Linked DNA regions of Oryza sativa: region 1 is linked to region 2. The links are chromatin contacts, called in public ChIA-PET maps. All regions are on one chromosome and are shown on one strand. Each heading gives the region's core, a stretch centred on a gene start, on an enhancer-like site or on the middle of the called end of the contact. The rest is flanking DNA. Distances are from core to core; before and after follow the strand shown.

Region 1 (4,781 bases), core at 388-2,887, 53 kb after region 2:
AAGCAGGCAAAAGATGAGATGAGGCTCCCAGAAACCCAAAATTGGCAAAGAAGAAATCGTTGCAAGTAGGGAAGTGAAAGAGGCTCAAACCTATTGTAGCAACGGATGTCGAATCGGATGGCCGTGCAACCGAGGACGACGGGGCCGGCGAGGAGTTCCCGGACTTGGCCTCCGGGGCGTCCCTGACCTCCAGCTTGTGGTTGCTCTCCACTGGCTTGGAAGGACACGGGAACTGCCTCGTGAGGCCGAAGAGAACTTCGGCGACCTCGATCTCCTCCTGAATGAAAGACGGCGACTTCGAAATCTTCGGCGGGGGAGGCTGCGGTGGCGCTGTCGACGGAGCTGATGCCGGCGAAGGCCGCTGCTTGGGTGCTTGCCCTGAAGCGCCGCTGCTCCCACTGCCACCAAGATGTTTCTGTGAAGAGACGCGGCGAAAAACCAACAGAAAAAAATCAGCTAAAAACCGAGAGAAAAATCAGCAAGCCAAGGAGGCGAGGAGATGTGTGACACCTACCAGCTTCTTCCTTGCAGGTCCGGTGGTAGAGCCGGACGCTGGAGAGATCGGCCGTGAGGACGGCCGCTGGATCTGTGAGGTGTCTCCAGCGACGCTACCGCTGCCGCCGCCGCCGCTGCTTCCACCGCCGGGGACCGACCACTCGTGCGAACTCCTCTTTGTAGAAGCTGAAGAAAATCAAGGGGAGCGAGTTAGCCATATGGAGAAGAACGAAGAACACCGGAGATGCCAAAATTTCCGGTGGTTTCCAAGCGCATACCTGACCGAGCCTTCCTCGGAACCGGCACGCCGATCATTTCGTCGGCGGCCTTCCATACGATGGGGCTCTTCGGATTGGAGCCCCCTTTCCGCTGCATCTGCGGCTGGCCTCCATGGTGGTGATGGTTGTGGTAGCCTCCGCCGCCGCCGCCGCTGCTGCTACTGCTATGGTGATGGCCGCCGCCGCCGCTGGGCTGGGGCGGCGAGGGCGGTGGCGCGGTGCTCGGCGACCGCCGCTGCACCGGCGGGTACCGCGGCGCGGACGCGGCGAGCTCCTCGTCGGCGTCCTCGTCGTCGTCGCCGAGGCTCTCGTCGGAGGTGTCGTCGTCGTCGTCCCGGCCGCCGCCGCCGCCGCCGCCGTTGAGCATCAACCTCTCACCCCGCCGCCTCTCGGAGCGAGGCGAGTCCCTCGGCCCGCCGCTTCCGCTTCCCCCGCCGCCTCCGCCGCTGCTCCTCAGCCGCCGGCGCGGCGGCGGCGGCCCACCGCCGCCCCCACCACCGGACACCCCGGCCCTCCTGCTCCCCTCCCGGATCCGGTCCATCCTCAGATCTGAGACATGCGCCCCCCGATCTTCCTCCAAAATCCCCTCCTCTCCTCCCCGGATTCCTCCCCCAAACCTCACCACCAAACACCACAAGATCCAACCAAAATCAAAATCACTCCGCTAAGATTAGAGAGACCCTCTTCCTCTCGCTACAAATCCCCTCTCTCTCTCTCTAGGCTACTCCTACTACTCTGGCTCTCCTCTCCTCTCCTCTCCTCCTCAGCTATGGTGGTGGCCTCCTCTTCTTCTCGCCGCTGCTCTCTCGTCTTGTGGCCTCCTCCTCCCCCTCTCTGCCTTGGCCTTCCGTCTGGCTCGCTTTCTAGGCAACCCGCTCGCCTCATCCTCGTTTTGTCGCTTGCCACCCCCCCCCCCCCCCTCCATCCCCGCATCGGACGGCCCGGATACGCGCGCCCGGCGATCCCGCATCCGACGGCCACGGGCTCGCGTTGCGCCACCGTGGCGGGCACCGCCGCCCTCGGATCGGGGCAGGGAGGTGGGGCCCACACGCGGGGGGTCCGAGAGCGACGCTACCACCGAACCCCCGCGCAATAAAATCTCTCTTCCTTACGGCTCAAGCATGGGCCAGAAACCGACACGTGGCGGTTGCCCGCGGGCGGGAAAAATCTAAGCGTCGACCGGCAGTAGGAGGTGGGTGGTGGATGGGGAAAAAGGGTCCCCATTTAGCCCCCTAAAGAAAAATACTAAAATAATTCTGGTATATTTTAATAAAATCAGCACTAAAATAATATTATGCCTTATTTTATATGAATTTAATATTGGCTCGTTGTCCGCTTTTGGTGGGACCCACTTGTGGGGCCATGTAGATGGTCCTGATCTGGACAGTGGGGAGGGCGGGGGGGTTTACCGGGGCTGACGTGGCACGGCGTCGCACCGGTTGCTGCGCTTGTGTTAAAAGGGCGGAAAGTCTCCAGGCAAGCATTAACGGTGGGGCCCACGAACCGGACGTAGCCTCCCTCACCCCTCTTCGCTTTTTCTACTCGTGGGCGCCGACGTGGCAGTGCGATGACGTCACGTGGGCGCCCACTAGCCACCAACCTTCACAGCACTACTCTCACTCGCACTATTTCTGAAATACTAATGCTATTTATTAATTTATTATGCCGAATATAAAATTCGATAAAAATACTGTTTTAATTTCGAAAATTGGTCAATTTTAGGAGTATTCTAGTCAGCTCCGCCATCATTCATCAATCCAGCAAGGGGATCGAGAAGAAGCCATCACTTGCAACTAAAATATTCGATCTACTCACTAAATTAAGCAAAGAAACCTGAATACGGAGTACCAATAGAGTTAATCTTTGCTGCGGTATTCGGAATCCGAATGGGTACTTCTACCATTTTCTACTAGTGACGTACTTGGTTCGTGCAAGCTCTTATTTAAATGAAAAGAATCACGTGCGTCGTCACCAGTAGTTTTGGCTTAACACCGAGGGTTAATTCTTCATGCGTCTACGTGGACAGATTTAACCACAAATATAATAATTAGACATACTTCCTATATCTCATAAAATATAAATTTAGAACTAGATGTAACAAATTATAGTACAATAAATCTAAATATATATATGTCAGGATTCATAATAATAGGATATGTCACATTCAGTACTACATTGATTTTTCATGCGATGGAGGAAGTACGTACTATATTGGTTTTGATGGACGGAGTGAGTACTTCAGAAATTCCCCGGTCTTTTGGAGAATTGTGTTTTATTATGTGGATAGTAGAAAAAAAATCTACTAGCAATAGCATTAGCAGTTACTCCACTAATGACGCTAGTTAACCAGCCAGATTAGGTGTTAATCCCGCTCATTAACCATTTTAACCCCCGGCTGGTGGTGGACGCTTCACGCGGGGCAACACGTGGTCTCGGTCCACCATAGGCTGTCGTGCACCACCGGAGGGGGAAAAAGGCGGAGGAGGATGTGGTGGGGCCCACGCGGCAGGATAAGCCATGATATTTTTTTCAATTTTCTTTTTCTCTTTTTTCCCCGCGCGGGAGGAGAGAGACGTGAAGGAGAGAAAAAAAAAGGAAAAGAAAAGGCGAGTGGCGCACAGACCCGCGTGTACTTTTCCCTGTTCGCCAGCCAGTGACACGTGGGCCCAACGTACGGCGGGGCCCGGTCGGCGATTTATTTTCATTTATTTATTATATTAATTATATGTTTTTCCACGGGGGAGACGGGGGGTGGGGGTGTCTGGTTCGTTCGGGAGTGGGAAAAGCGTGTGGTGGAGTGGTAGGGGGGGGACCACATGCAACTCACGTGAGCCCCGGATGTTGACAAGGAGGCACGTGGTTGTAGGCCTCGCGACCCCTCTCACATGGGATTGTCTGCGCTCAGCCGGGGGTAAAAAACTGCACCCATCTTTGATTATTTACCGTTTATGGTTTTTTTAACAAGCGTGTAAATTATGGCATTTTAAGATTTTTATTAAAATGTTTTAAATTAGTACTATATGGTAGTACAGTGAACACTCCGCATGTGGTGGGGAATGAGTGAGCAGGAAAAATGGAATGGCCACTGCCAAATTATGGCCATTGGATTCATCACAGTTGACTGCTAGAATGGCAAATACTGCCTACTACTCCTACATCAAGGCATGGATGAACATACATTGAATTTTACAAGTGTTTGATTGATGCCAATCTTGCAACCGTATCAGCACTGCATCCTCTTTTTTATTCCGAATTATCAACAACGGGTCGTTGCTTTACATTTTACAACTGGTGCACCGCCCTTCTTTTTTAAAAAATAAATGCATGTAGAATTTGAGACACTGTCAGTGCAAAAGTAAGACACCCAAGGAGAACCACACCAGGTAAAAAGGTAGAAAATCCACTTGTGAGAACAAAAAAAAAAACAATTTTAACTCCAAAATACTCCTACCTTTGAATGCGATGCACTTGAAGCAGCATCAGGATTAAGCTAAGCACAGAGGAGGAGTACTGGAGTACAGTACCATTTTGCAGGCCGGGTCTCCCTGACATCAACTTTGGAGTACGCCAAGGAGGATGAACAAAAGAAAAGAAGCACAGCCTTTTGCCGAAGCATTTGATCCTGCCCTCACCTCGAAATCCGTGCCGCCCCCCGCTTCTCTTTTGCAATTCGCTGACACCCAAGTCAGCAATGGCGGCCAAATCGCGCTCCGGCACGGCCGCCGACGAGTCCGCATCTCGAGGCGCCGAGTATCCCGGCGATCTAGCTTTGCTTTGGCTTCGATTCGAGCCGGCGGAAAAGCCAATCCTCCGTGCCGGCCATCGCCGGCGGCCGGTCTCTCGCCTGAAGCAGGAGGGCCGAAGTGATGGCGCACCTCACCTCGCCGTGGAGCAACGGCATCACCACCGCGCGCGGCCTCACGGATCGATCGATCGATCGATCTCATGGCGCCGCGCACCCGGAGACCTCTTCCCTCGCCATCGCCGGCGGCGGCGGCTGACGCACTA
Region 2 (4,897 bases), core at 1,511-4,010:
ATTTTTTTTATCCACACAAACTTTCAATTTTTACGTCCCATCGTTTCAATTTCAATCAAACTTCTATTTTTAGCGTGTAATTAAACACATCCGTAGTGTATAGAGAACACAGTACCCCGTTACAGGATCGGGATCTGTCCTGCAGTTCGTACTCTGTAGAGATTAGAGAACCTACTAGCATCACATGAGCAGAGCACTGGCTACACACACCAAATTTGTTCTGCACGCCAAGAAATCTATTGCCGGGCAGTGAATGAGACTTTCGCCGCACCGCACGCACCGCTCGTGTAGTCGTGTGTGACAGTGTGAGCACGGGTATCACACCAGCCGGCTATGCCGGCTATACGCAGTGCTGTATAGTGGACGTCACTGCGTCAACCATATTCGAGGCATTTAGCGGAGGGCGACGTCGAGACAGGTGGATGACCCAACATGACCAACACTCCAGCGCCTTCTACGCCGCACAAGACTTTGGAGTTGAATGGCGCTAATTGCTGCGAAGTGGAGCTCGGGACCTCTTCCAGTTTCTAGACAGGTCACAAGTACTCATGATATAGCGGTGGAATACTCCCGTGTACAGTTACTTGTGTGGCTTCCACTCGCAGGGGATCGAGCAAGAACTCCGTGAAGAGTTACTGTTAGCCAGCCGGGTGCCCGGGCAGCGGGCAGGCACCATGTGGACGCTACAGTACGTAACATGGTTACAGCGACCGGGTTTTTACTGAAGCTTTTCTTTTCCCTTCTTCTCTGTGACTGATTCGTCTGATAAAAGGCTACTACTTACTAGATTTTGTCTCAACAACGAACTTGCACTTGCAGTCTTGCACATGGCAAGATTCATGTTCAAGCAACAAAACTACAAACGTGTGTCGTTCGCACCAATGTTTCTGAGGAGATAAAACGCCGGAATGCAGCAGGAGGAGCGGAGAACGCGTGAGCGAGAGGGATAAACTCGCCACGAAACGTACGTACCGACGGTGTCGCCGAGATGGAACTTCTTGGAGGCGGCCCAGGCTGTGTAGTTGGGGCTGCCCATGATGGTCCACCCGGTCTTGTCGCCCACCTCGTACACGGCCGCCGCCGCCGTCGCCGTCCCCGCCCACATCACCACCAACGCCGCCGCCGCCGCCACCGCCACGGCCATGGCCGACGACACCCTGCTCGCCGCCGCACCACCACCCATGACCGAGAGCGAGAGGAGTAGAGAGCGAAGTGCAGGTTAGGACAGTGGCGAGAGTGGCACAAACCGGCCGGTTAAATAAAAGCTCCGCAACTTTTCGATCCCCTCGTGGGGTCGTGGTCGTGTCTCCTCCCGAAAATGCCCCCGCGCCGCGGCCAAGCTTTCCTTTCGGCGTGTGTCATCGCCACGGTGTGTCAGTCACCGCGCGAGCGACTCGTGGGTAAATTTCTCTCGCCTTTTATCATCGCGGCGCCGACTGCGTGTGGTGTGGCGGTGTGGGGGCGTCGGCTGTTTGTTGCCGCTTGCAAGCGTTGAATCGGTTGTGCGAATGCCGAGATTGCCCTCGGGCCTCGGTTGTGAACTTGTGATGTTGGCGCAGTATGGCCTGTAGCTGAGGCGTGATCCTTACTCCGTTGACAACGTACAGCATACGGGATCTCTCGCTCTTTGTTCCAGCAAAGATTTTTGTACTCTACTACCTCCGTCCCAAAATAAGTGCAGTTTTACACTATTCACGTTCAACGTTTGACCGTCCGTCTTATTTGAAAAATTTGTGAAAAAATTAAAAACATTTAGTCACACATAAAGTACTATTCATGTTTTATCATCTAATAGCAATAAAAATACTAATCATAAAAAAATTTCAAATAAGACGGACGGTCAAACGTTGAACATGAATAGTGCAAAACTGCACTTATTTTGGGACAGAGGGAGTACTACTTTGGTTTGTCGGATTGGATTTAGGCCCTCTTTGTTTAGGGTTATAAGCCAACTTATAAGTCGAAAAGTCTAAACCTAAACAAACAAGCAGCTTTTCCGTTTGGCTTTTTTAAAGCCATAAGCCACTCTAACACTATTAAGCCAAAAGTTAGGTTAGAGAAGTTTTTTTGGTTTATGTGAGGTAGATATATGACTCAACTACTAAACTTAGGACATTAAATCCACCGGCTTATAAATCATATAAGCCAATAAGCTGACTTAAAAGTCTAGGCCAATAAGCCTAAGCCTAAATAAAGAGGGCCTTAATGCTCGAGATATACTAATACTACTCCCTTTGTTTCATTTTAATTGACGCTTTGGACAATGACACGCTCTACAAGATATATCTTTAACCTTATTTTTCTATTATAATATATACAATAAATAAATGTATGTTTACTTTTATTATAGTGTTTTGAAAGACAAAATTATATATGTTTTTCTAGTTTCTTTATTTTTAAAGTTATTGGTGGTCAAAATTATAAAAGTTTAACCTCAACCTTATCCAAAACGTCAATTAATATAGAACTAGAGTGAGTACTGTCACTAGAGCTATATTTTTTTTCCTTTTCTTTATTCGAGAGTTTACTTTTTTTTTTTTTTGACCAGCGTCCAAACCAACTCACTCGAGTCTAACGAGTACGAGAGACCTGATCTGTGCGGTCGTGAATCCGTTTGAAACCGAGTCTGATGCTTGTCGGTGCTAAAACATTCGGCCCAACTTACTTGGGCTAACTTGAAACGGCCCATTATTGATCAGTTGGGCCCAAGCCCACGTGAGTCCCCGACAGCATAAACCCCTCTTCTCGTCCCTCTCCTCCCAACCTCGCTTCCTTATCCACACCAATCCGCCACTCCCCTCCGCGGCAACCCCCCCGCGCTCCGCCACAGAAGCCGACGCCGACGCCGCGCGCGTACATGCCGCCGCTCCACGCCGTCTCCCCCGCGGCGGCGGCCGCCCCGCCGCGCGCGCTCTCCTCCGCCGCGCGCGTCCCGCAGCGCCCAGGTAGGCCGCCCCCCTTCCTCACTCCTGCTGCTGCTCCGCGCGAGGCTTTGGCCTTGGAACCCACTGGAGGCCGCCGAGGCATATCGCCATCCTGGAAAATGCGTGACGCCTCGTTGGTTGCTGTGGTTTGGGTTGATCGTTTCGCTGCGGTCGTAACTCGTAACCGGCTTGATGCTTCCGTTGTTTCTCCGGTTCGCAGAATAAGGTGGTTTTTGTGGCTATGAACAACGGTGATTGTATCTGTAATAGTATAGCATCTAACATTACCGAACAATCTCGTTTTGGTAGTTGGATATGCCTTTGGTTCAGGATTTCATGGCCAGATTAAGTTTAACGATATCAGCAAGACGAAATGCTTCAAACTTGGTGGGGGTTTACAGTGTGTTCCCCCCAAAGCTGCTGGGGTTTATATTTTCACTTAGTAAATACTACTAAACATCAGAAAATAATTGCCACTCGTTAGCCCCTAATGATTTTGACGCATTCTTTAAAAGACTCGTTCTAATGGGGATTGTCTAGCATTCTTGTTGGCTGCCCAGAATCCAGACAACTTTGGTGGTGGGTGTTAAGGGCAATTGGGCACCCTGAGTGTCTGCCGGTGAATGAACCATCATTCTACCAATGGCTCTGCAGCAGTCGAATAAGAATTCGAGAGCATCTTCGGCGGGGCTTTGACACGGTAGTCACGCTCGTGGCATGGACAATTTGGAAAGAAAGAAATGGCCGGATATTCAATCAGCAACAAAGGACCTGGGTGGACATCGTGAAGGGAATGGCGGCAGAGGCCACGCTATGGCGTCAAGCAAACCAAGCCATCCCAGCTCTGATCTTTAGGAGGGAATTTTGTAGCCAAAACAGACCGCGAGACGTACACCTTTGATTTCCTGCTTGTATCCTGTCTCAGTCCCATGCTGCTTTGTATTTGACTGTAAATAACTTTTATTCCTCTTAATACAAAAATGCGCTCCTCGCGTATTCCTATATGCATGGTCTCACCAGAGGATGTTGTGCTTGACAGGTTGTGTTCCAGAACGCCCAAACATTTTAAGCTCCTCCACAAACTTCATGAGTCTCCGTGCTGGACCAATGCGCTTCTATAGCAGGCCTCTTATTCTTCAAAACTCGGACAAGAGGCAAGCTACTTTGGATTTAAATATTTATCCCACTGATCGACCCTCCACATTAAGCTTTAATAACTTGTGATTATCATGTTATCAGAGCAGTATTGAGGCATGCCACTATTGAAGAAATTGAGGCAGAAAAATCTGTCATTGAAGACCAAGCTGTAAGTGCAATGCATCTTCTCACTGAATGGGTATTTTGCCTTCCTTTTTTGTGCCTTGGGGGCTCACTAGCTGCAGATATGCATCTTCAGAGAGAAAGGATGGAAAAGGCAATTGAAACAGTCCAAAATAACTTCAATACTGTGAGGACAGGGCGGGCAAACCCAGCTATGCTTGACAGGATTGAGGTGTGAGGACTTAGCCTTGTTCCTTTTTCTGTTTGTAAGTAACTCTTGCATGATCACATCTTTTATCATTACACTCAATGCATACTTTATCATTCCATACACATGCTACTGTTGTGTGCTTTTCTTAACTGAACCTATGTCTGGGCTGGTATTTATTGTGGCTGGCTAATAACAAACACAAACAAGGAATGAAACTATTGCTCAAATACCATATGCAGACTGTTTGGATAATTTGATCGCCTTCTGTAACTAAAACTAGAGCAAAGGATTTTCTTTAGGACAGAAAATTGTGAAAATTGAACATCCTATTATGCCTTATGTGTGAGAATTTTGTTACAGGTTGAGTATTATGGAACTCCAGTGAACTTGAAGAGCATCGCACAGATAAACACTCCAGATGCAACTTCTCTCCTTATTCAGCCATATGACAAATCCTCGTAAGCTGTTTATTATTCCCACTTCAGTGTTGGTATTGAGTTTT

What was found. ChIA-PET counts read pairs in DNA pulled down with a chosen protein or histone mark.
Region 1: a contact with region 2 is called in an H3K4me3 ChIA-PET map of leaf, with 5 times the contacts expected there. The contact joins the promoter of LOC4343665 here to the promoter of LOC4343662 in region 2. A contact is called at or near these places in 11 of 15 Hi-C or Micro-C datasets (leaf, leaf mesophyll, panicle and 1 more) and 4 of 4 datasets of contacts at active chromatin or transcription factors (leaf and seedling).

Annotation. Positions count from the first base shown.
Region 1 is chr7:23,284,242-23,289,022 of ASM3414082v1, forward strand. It overlaps LOC4343665 (protein TIME FOR COFFEE), which reads right to left and starts at 1,638. Exons shown (of 13, transcript XM_015791132.3): 1 at 774-1,638; 2 at 515-681; 3 at 91-415. The coding sequence starts at 1,314.
Region 2 is chr7:23,230,049-23,234,945 of ASM3414082v1, forward strand. LOC4343662 (ribosome-recycling factor, chloroplastic) reads left to right here and starts at 2,761. Exons shown (of 11, transcript NM_001422220.1): 1 at 2,761-2,945; 2 at 3,964-4,078; 3 at 4,164-4,230; 4 at 4,321-4,416; 5 at 4,756-4,853. The coding sequence starts at 2,858. It overlaps LOC4343661 (mavicyanin), which reads right to left and starts at 1,229. Exons shown (of 2, transcript XM_015789555.3): 1 at 973-1,229. The coding sequence starts at 1,183.